Linked DNA regions of Mus musculus: region 1 is linked to region 2. The links are chromatin contacts, called in public promoter capture Hi-C maps. All regions are on one chromosome and are shown on one strand. Each heading gives the region's core, a stretch centred on a gene start, on an enhancer-like site or on the middle of the called end of the contact. The rest is flanking DNA. Distances are from core to core; before and after follow the strand shown.

Evidence for each region. Promoter capture Hi-C pulls out the DNA fragments that hold promoters and counts their contacts.
Region 1: a promoter capture Hi-C map of hematopoietic stem and progenitor cells shows a contact between it and region 2, with 3 times the contacts expected there. The contact joins the enhancer-like site here to the promoter of Adtrp in region 2. A contact is called at or near these places in 6 of 39 promoter capture datasets (the C10 cell line, hematopoietic stem and progenitor cells, hippocampal neurons and 2 more) and 2 of 9 other capture datasets (adipose tissue and liver).

Annotation. Positions count from the first base shown.
Region 1 is chr13:42,338,210-42,342,460 of GRCm38.p6, forward strand. No RefSeq gene overlaps it. Among named protein-coding and RNA genes, the nearest start is that of Edn1, 39 kb to the left of the region's middle. Within about 2 kb of position 1,757, at least 12 of the 459 cell types and tissues checked have an H3K27ac peak or open chromatin away from gene starts, as enhancers often do.
Region 2 is chr13:41,845,544-41,849,552 of GRCm38.p6, forward strand. It overlaps Adtrp (androgen dependent TFPI regulating protein), which reads right to left and starts at 2,073. Exons shown (of 7, transcript NM_001145875.1): 1 at 1,948-2,073.

The DNA of each region.
Region 1 (4,251 bases), core at 507-3,006, 490 kb after region 2:
AGTGTCACCTTGTACCTGCTAGTTCAGTGTGGGTCACTTTATAGACAGTGACCCCATGGAATCCATGACAATTTATCTTTTTTTAACCACCAGCATTCATGAAACACCTGGAACAGAATGAAGACTTGCCTGTTTTGTGAATAAATAAATGAATAGGTGATGCCGTGAAAAGGAAAACAAGAAACTGATTAAGTTTCTCTAGAAAGACTCTTACATTTTGAAAGGCAGAATATATGAAGCAATCTTTTAGCAAGTTGGTCTCAGAAATAATCTCTTTTTCATATCACATTGGCTTTATGTCTTTAACCTTTCAGGCTTTGGAACCTAAAAGGATGTAGTTGAGAAGCATGGCATCTACCAAATTACATCAAGAAGGAAGGTGGAGGGATATATATATATATATATATATATATATATATATATATATATTTTTTATCCATTCAAGAAGTATTATATACTTCACCTTCCCAGAACTTCTGGGACTTGAACCTCAATAGCTTCACTTATTCATATGAACTGACATGTTTTTATGGCAATTATATTTTATTTGTGCCCCTGAACTGTGACCAGAGCTCCCTTTGTGTTAGGTCTTTAGTGCCAGAGGGGGAAGGTCTATATGAATGTCCCTTGGTCAGTTGGTGGCCCATGGGTAACTCTAATGGGGTTGCCCAATGCCTAACGCTACCATTCTTCCTACCCTTGCATCTCCAATCACAGCCCTGGAAGGTGCCTTTCTCTATTCTAACTTTACCATTACTGTTTTCAGGTAGTGAGAGGAAGCATATTTTCATGACTCACTAATATAGCCATATATTGGTGGTTTCCACTACCTGAAGAAGAGAGAGAATTCTTATCTTCTGGGAGAACGAAATTCAATGAACCAACAAAGGCAGCAATGGGCTATTATCGGAGCCCTTCAAGGCTCTTCAAAACACTGTACTCACAGTGGAAACGCAAATCCCTCTGACCCTTCAGGGTTTATAAGGGAAGTTCTGAGCTTCTCAAGGGTCAACCAGGCAGAGATTCTTGTTGGCTCCCTTGTCAAAGTTTGAGAGGGTGAGCACAGTGAAGAAAGGCCCCACAGGTCACCTCCCCTGGGCAGGGAATGCACAGCTGGCCTGTGCTGCAGATAGCACAGGGCATGAGTGAGTGTGTGTGTGTGTGTGTGTGTGTGTGTGTGTGTGTGGTGGTGGTGGTGGTGGTGGTGGTGGTGGTGGTGGTGGTGGTAGTTTTGTAGCAGCCCAAGAGTTTAATGGATGTGCAAAGCCAAATACTTGCAGTCTCTTCTACTCTCCAAATTACGTATTTGTATATTCCTTCCCTGTGTACTTATTTAAGCAGAAATGGGAGGCTGCAGTCTAAATTTACGCCTGGATAGTTCCTGGCAGGTGAAGTGACCTATTACCTGGCAGCCATCAGGGGCAGAGCTTGCCTAAAGGCTGACATAATCTCACATGCCTCCAGACAAATGAATAAACAAAGGAGGAGCTTGGACCAGTAGCCATAACAAAAGAACACACTGAGAAGCAGCAGGAGGCTGCCAAACCACTGAAGAACATTTCTGTTGTTCTGCAGCTCTGCCTCCTAATCCTGGAAGCATCTAGAAAAAGCCCTGGAATATAACAGGTAATTGTGTTCCACCTGCTCAGTGGCAAGGCCAGGATGGTGAGGATAAAGGACTGAAACAGTGCAGAGGAAGACAAGCTTGGTCCAGACCATCATCTCTGTGCTGATGAGGCTGCTTCCTCTTCACCTCCAGCAGGGAGGTTTGGCCTCTTGATGGATGGAGTCTGAAGTCCTTCAGGGCCATTGGAGTGGCCATGCTTACTTTCTCCTCTGCAGGTCCATTTCAGAGATTTTTCTCTTCCCAGTTAATTTTGAGTTGCTCCATCAAACCAACCCTTAGTGAGGCCTCAAGGAAGCCACTGCAGGCAGATAACGCTGTCAATTATCAACACTGTCTGCTCATTCAGATGGTTAGTGGTCTACACAAATACAAGGAGCTTCAGAGTATCACATAAGTTGTAGTAAGGAATGCTTTAAAGGCTTACATCAGGCCAAGGCTTTGGCCAGATTTTTGTGGGTTACTACTACTACAATATCCTAACAGATATTTTATTAATTTCTTTTATTATTTTACATATAAGGATATTTTGCCTGAATATATGCCTGCATACACAACCTGTATGCAATGCCCACACAGGCCAGAATGGCACCTTCTAAAACAGTTCTATTACAGATATCTATGAGCTGCCATGTGGGTGCTGGGAGTTGAACCTGGGTCCTTTAACTGCTGATCCAGCTCATCTCTCCAGCAGGTGGAGAAAGTACACCGAAGCAATGGGGTTAAAAGCTATTTCCAAACTCATTTCTTCCAGCTCGTTCTGGCAGAATCCTTGTTTGCCACTCCACAACCCTCTCAATTTAGCAGAAGCAATCCCAGAAGTTAGAGGACTGCCTAAGATCATACAGAGAGTCGCCTGCAACATAGCTGTAATCAACTGACTCACTTAAGCAGATAGAGTTCTGCTATCTAAGCAGAGAAGGCCCGAACATACTATACACATCTAAACTTGATACCATGAGTCTGGGGGTTTGATTTCTCTCACAATCATCATAGAAATTCCAAAAGTGGTCATGGTAGGGCTGATTTGCAAAGCTGATGGTGTAGCCAGAACCCCAACATCTGTTCATTCCTGTAGGCACTTCCCAGATAGTAAGCAAAGCATAGGGTTTCTTTCCTCTAACTCTGTTCTCAGCTATGGTCTACTAAAGTAAGCCCCTCTTGGCTTCTAGTTCCACCTGCCTTGCAATTGGCTCTCCATCTGGCTGTTGAGATGGGAATTGGTGAAAAGTAAGACCAGGATGAGTTAGGGTGTGGCTGTCTTTTGCTATTTTGTGGATTTGTCTTTCGTCTACCCTTTCCATTGCTTTTTTTCCACCCTTTCAACTCCCTAACACTAGATAAGAGAGAAAGGAGGATAGAAGGGAAAGGAAAGAGCTCCCCAAATAAAGTCATGGGTCAGAAAGTGGGTGATGCTATTGTTGGACTACTTCTACAGATTAGGGGCATCAAGTACCCTGGGGCAAGTATGGTCTTTCCTGTCACGATATCTAATTTTTTTCTTGCTGTTGTTTCTTCTTTGTGCACAACTACTTAACAAACTATAACCAATAACAGCGAACCACCAACCACAAACTACCACCCAGCAACAACCAACCCACCCTGCCTTTTGAAGCCCTAACATTTATCTACCCTCTGAAAAGTCCACAGAATTCTGCAGAAACTATGGGTAGCTGGCAAAGTTATACCTTTGCTAAAGCACGAGGCAAATCATTGTCAGCTGCTTCATAGAGTCTGAAGCAGCCCCATATCCCACACCTGGGATTAAAACAAAAACATATTCTTATAATATTTCTGTTTTTTTCAAAGACACCAAAGTTCCAAAATTGTCACTCTGTTAGGGTCCTGGATAGCAGCATATAAATGACAACAGGGGTGGCTAGAATGGCAATTTTTAGTGTTTCTGAGAATCTTAGGTCAGAGACCTCTTCTTTGAAAGGCAAAAACACAATGATGTTTGCAATGAAAAATGTTGATGGAGGAGCTCCCATGAATACTGGAGCATGTCAGGGACAGCTCACAGGGAGTTCTAGTTTTTGCGAGCTGCACTTCCCCTTCACAATCATTTATTGAACATCTATTTTGTCTAAGAATATATAAAGATAAACAATGAAAGAACTCTACTCTTAAAAACCTTATGGTTGGGTGGTAGAAAAAAAAAGGATACTAAGAAACAGGTGTCTGTCTTCTACCTGAAATTATTGCTAGAACTTTGGCCACACTGGCTGTGTGCCAGATGGACTTGCACCCAATAGAAAACAAAACAGAGGAAAAATATTTTCAAGGTTCCTGGTTTGGGAGGGGTAGAATGGGAACCACAAAAAAAAAAAAAAAGAAAAGAAAAAGTTCAGAGAGAGTGAACCCAAAGGCAATGAGTTTAGCCCTGTATTTTATAGATAAGGAAAACAAGGCTGAAGTGAAAATGACTAATGACTTGTGCAGGCTGCTGGGGCAGCAGGACCTCTAGGACCAATCTGAATGACCTTTCTACCCCTCTCATGTAAATGCAAGCCACACCATAGGTTAAGTAAAACACTAAACTCCCTTGGACTTCGTTTCCCTATCTACCAATAATTAACTATGTTGGGGCAGCCATAACACATCATTATGAATTCTATGGTTAGCTT
Region 2 (4,009 bases), core at 823-3,322:
GCCTCGAACTCAGAGATCCACCTGCCTCTGCCTCCCGAGTGCTGGGATTAAAGGCGTGGGCCACTATGCCCGGCATCCTACAGCAATTTTTAAGCACCCACCAGCTTCATTTCTCCTGAGAGAAATGATCTTTTACAGAGTTCACGTGTGTAATTGGTCAGTGAGTTCAGGTTCTTTCTCGTTGTTCTCAGTCATTTGTGTGCTGTAACCAATAGAGTGAGTTGGTTTCTTCTGACCACATTGTGAACATCTAGCACATGCACAACTGTGTGCTGTTTCTCTCCCACACACTGCCTGCAGCCTGTGCTATGAAGGTCCCAGCATCAAGAACAGGGCGTCAGGAGGCTGCTTTCATGTGAACAGAAGATCTTCTCTCTTAATTTTAATAATACATATCCTCGAGTATAAATCTGTATTTGCTTTTTATTGAAACCTGGCAAAGGATCCGGGAGATGGTCCTAACTAAACCATATCCACAGGGCACCTAACCCAGCATCCCCGAGGTCTGCTGTGTACCTTCCATAAGAAATCCTAAAAGCAAGGGCAGTCTTAAACATCATGTCATGATGGCGCCTCTTGGTCCTGCCTCCGGCTGTTCTCCCATATCCCTCCATCTCAGAAGCAATCTCACTCCTTCTGAGGCTAGGAGCATAGACTCTGATCCAAGCACATTCTCCCGGTGCTCTGCAGGTATCTATGGGCTAATTCCATCCCCAGTGAAGAACCCAAAGAATTGTTATGCGTGTGGCAGATAGGCACCAAGCATGTCTAACTGTCATGATAGAGCCAAAGGCAGTTTACCATTGGGGGCGGGGGGAGGGGCAGTGTGACCTTCTCTACCCTGCTCTATGCTCCCAGATGGATCACACATCACTAAAAGACCAAACATCACAGCATATAAGACGACCTGAGGTCTTGGAAATCAGGCAGACTTGGCTGCACATTTAACTCTGTCTCAGAATCTTCCCATCAGAAGGAAGGACATACATTACAGTTGCATCTCTAGGCTTTGCACAGAAGGAAGACGAGGAAAGGGCATTTTCTGTACTTCTGAGCATCCGACTTTCCATGGGTAACTCATTCTGTGTGCCTGGGGACTGGAGTTGCAACTCTGGATGGGCCAGTTGCTCTCAAGCACAGCTAGTATGGGTGCATGCCAAGGCTGCTTGTGAAAGGAAGGACACACCCCAAGTGCTTTGATCAGCATGAGTTAGGTCTTCCAGAACGGTTGGTCACTTTGCAGCCGAGCCTGCCATACAAGGGATATTTTTCCAGGGCCCTCTTCAGTACCACAAGTTCAATGTTGGTTGGCTACTGAGCTGCTGACTTCAAGTGGGGGGTTGGAGAAAGTTTAGGTGGACGAGGAAAGGAGTGGTGCCCAGGCAGGACATTGGAGAGGGTTTTGAAAGCACCCCACTGCCACCTGTGACTCTACAGTTTTTAATCTTCCACTTGTGAATCCCAGTCTGCCTTGGCTCTTTCTTAAAGGAACCAGGAAGCATCATCTAGCCAGAGGTTTGTTACTTGATACCTGTAGCCAGCTGGAGAATCTTTGGGATAATGAGCCGAAAAGATTCCTGATGTAATGCTTAATTGAAGGTAGGGAACAGAAGATGAAAGAAATTCTGCCCTTCCATCCAACTTATCTAGTGGGCAGGAACATACTCCGGCACCTTTTCCCAATCTTCCCAAAGCAGTTAGTTGCATTAAATCTTCTCATGGAATCTCACACTTGAACTATATCTGAGCAGACATCTGGTAGTGATTTATTGGCACATCGGAACGTTCAGAAAAATCAAGATAGTGTCTTAGGAAGCTACACAAAATCTACCTCCCTCCCCACTCTCTTCAAAGTCTCACCCCCCCACCCCCCACCCCCACCCCCAGCGACTGTTCACCTGCATGGACTTCTGAATCTCACACGTGGCGCTGACACGGAGAACTCACCTTAGCTACCTGGGTCTTCTACCAAGGAAAACGCAGGGAGCTTGAGATCAAGCCAGATTTCTAGTGGCCAGAAAAATTTCCTGGCCCAGATCGCCACCTTACTAAGACACGCTCTGTCTGAAAGATAAGAAGTGTTCGGTGGGAGTGGATGATCAAGGGGCCCCTCCCCTGAACTCACCCAACCCTCTCTGTCCTGGCCCGAGGCCAAGCAGGGAGGAGACACTCTCACGTGCAAGCTATTTCTCTTAAGACCTGGCTTGACCTTGCCGGGGTTCCTTGGGATGGCTCTTGGTGGATTTCAGCCTCATGACTAGGAATGATGAAAGGCCAAGGCCTCCCTCAGGGGCTGGTGGGAACTCATTTCGCTAATGGAAAGGCAAAGCAAGAGATGGGCAGCCCTGGTTTAGAGAGTTGCTTGGCTGCTTCTTTCAAAGGTGAGCAGACAGCATTGCTGACTGATGATGTGGCAGCTAGGACTGCTGGGAAATGTGGGTGTGGCCACTTTTTTTTTTTTTTTTTCTTTTAGTGAATAGGCGTTTAGAGGCAACTCCTTCTAAGGCTGCCACTGTCCTGGACCAGAAACGGTCATTAATTGGGGGATCAAGATAGGGCACAGGAATGTCTGACCACACGAGAGCACGTGTGTAGGTGTGAGTGTGAATAAATCCTACCTTTCGGTCTCTAAGCTTAGAACTGAGTGTCCTTTATTTGAAACCTCTGCTTAACGAGAAGTTACAAGGCCTTTGGAATTTGTTCCACAAAATCACATGAGTCCATTGTCATATTGTCATTTTTTTTCCAAATGCTTTTTTAAAAAGCACCATTATCTTCTATTGTCTCTCAAACAAAATCCAGCATCCTATCCACACATACAAAGAAATCACAGCAAAGCTGCCAAGGTTGGAGTGTGGATGGCTCCCGAGACCTGAACCCTCTTCTGACCCTCCTTCCTATGAGCAGAAATGCTTCACAGCACATGAAGGTACTTTAGTGCCCAAGAACAACACTGAACAAACTCTGGATGGACTGGTCGAGTTGGCAAATCAGTCAGAACTAGGTTTAGATCCTTACTCTGCTGCTATAGGCAGCGAAGCCCCGAGTCATGGGCTCCACTGGCATGATAAAAAAATGACACCAATAATGCAAATGAGCAAGCATGAGCTTAAAAGCTGACACCTTCGCACACCAATGCTCAGAGTACACCAGCCTCTATGGAAAACCGTTTGGCCATTTATAAATGTTAAACATAGAGTTATCCTATGACTAAGCAGTTCCACTCCTAGGAATGACCTAGAGAATTGATACTAGGAATCTAGGCACAAAGTTGCCCAGAAAAAGTGATGGCTCAGAAGATAAGAGCACCAACTGCTCTCCAGATGACCTGGGTTTGATACCCAAGCACCCACAGAAGGCTCACAACTATCTATCAGTCCAGTTCCATGGGATCTGATGTCCTCTGCTAACCTCCAAGGACATCATGCACATGTGTGGTACATAGACATACACGCAGCCAAAACACCTGTACACATAAAATGAAATAGTTTTATAAAAGTTACTCACAAATGCTCATAAGAGTGTTCACAGAATCAAGCCACTTCAAACCCTCACTGAATGATGCTCATATAAACTAAATAGTTCTCAGCATGTACTGGAGTGAGGCTCATGATAACATTCTATAACATCAATGACCTTGAAGACATGGTGCTTTGTGAATAAAGACAGGAAACAACATACACCCAAGAAGCCCATGTCAACAAAATGTCCAGCACAGACAACTAGACACAGAGAACAGATGGGTCCGGTCCAGGGACCAGAAGGCAGTGACAGAATGAGGAGGAACTGAGCACAGTTTTCTTGTGGAGTATTGAAATTGTCCTGGAAAAAAAGACAGCAATGGCAGTTTATGGTCTTGCAGACACATTTGATGCCACTAAGCTGCACACTGAAGATGACTGAAATATGTTTTATGTACATTTTTATGCAACAAAAAATGGCAAGTATCAATTTAACTAAGACAAAACTTACACTTTCGGTTTCATTTGTTTTCTTTTGTTTCAAAATA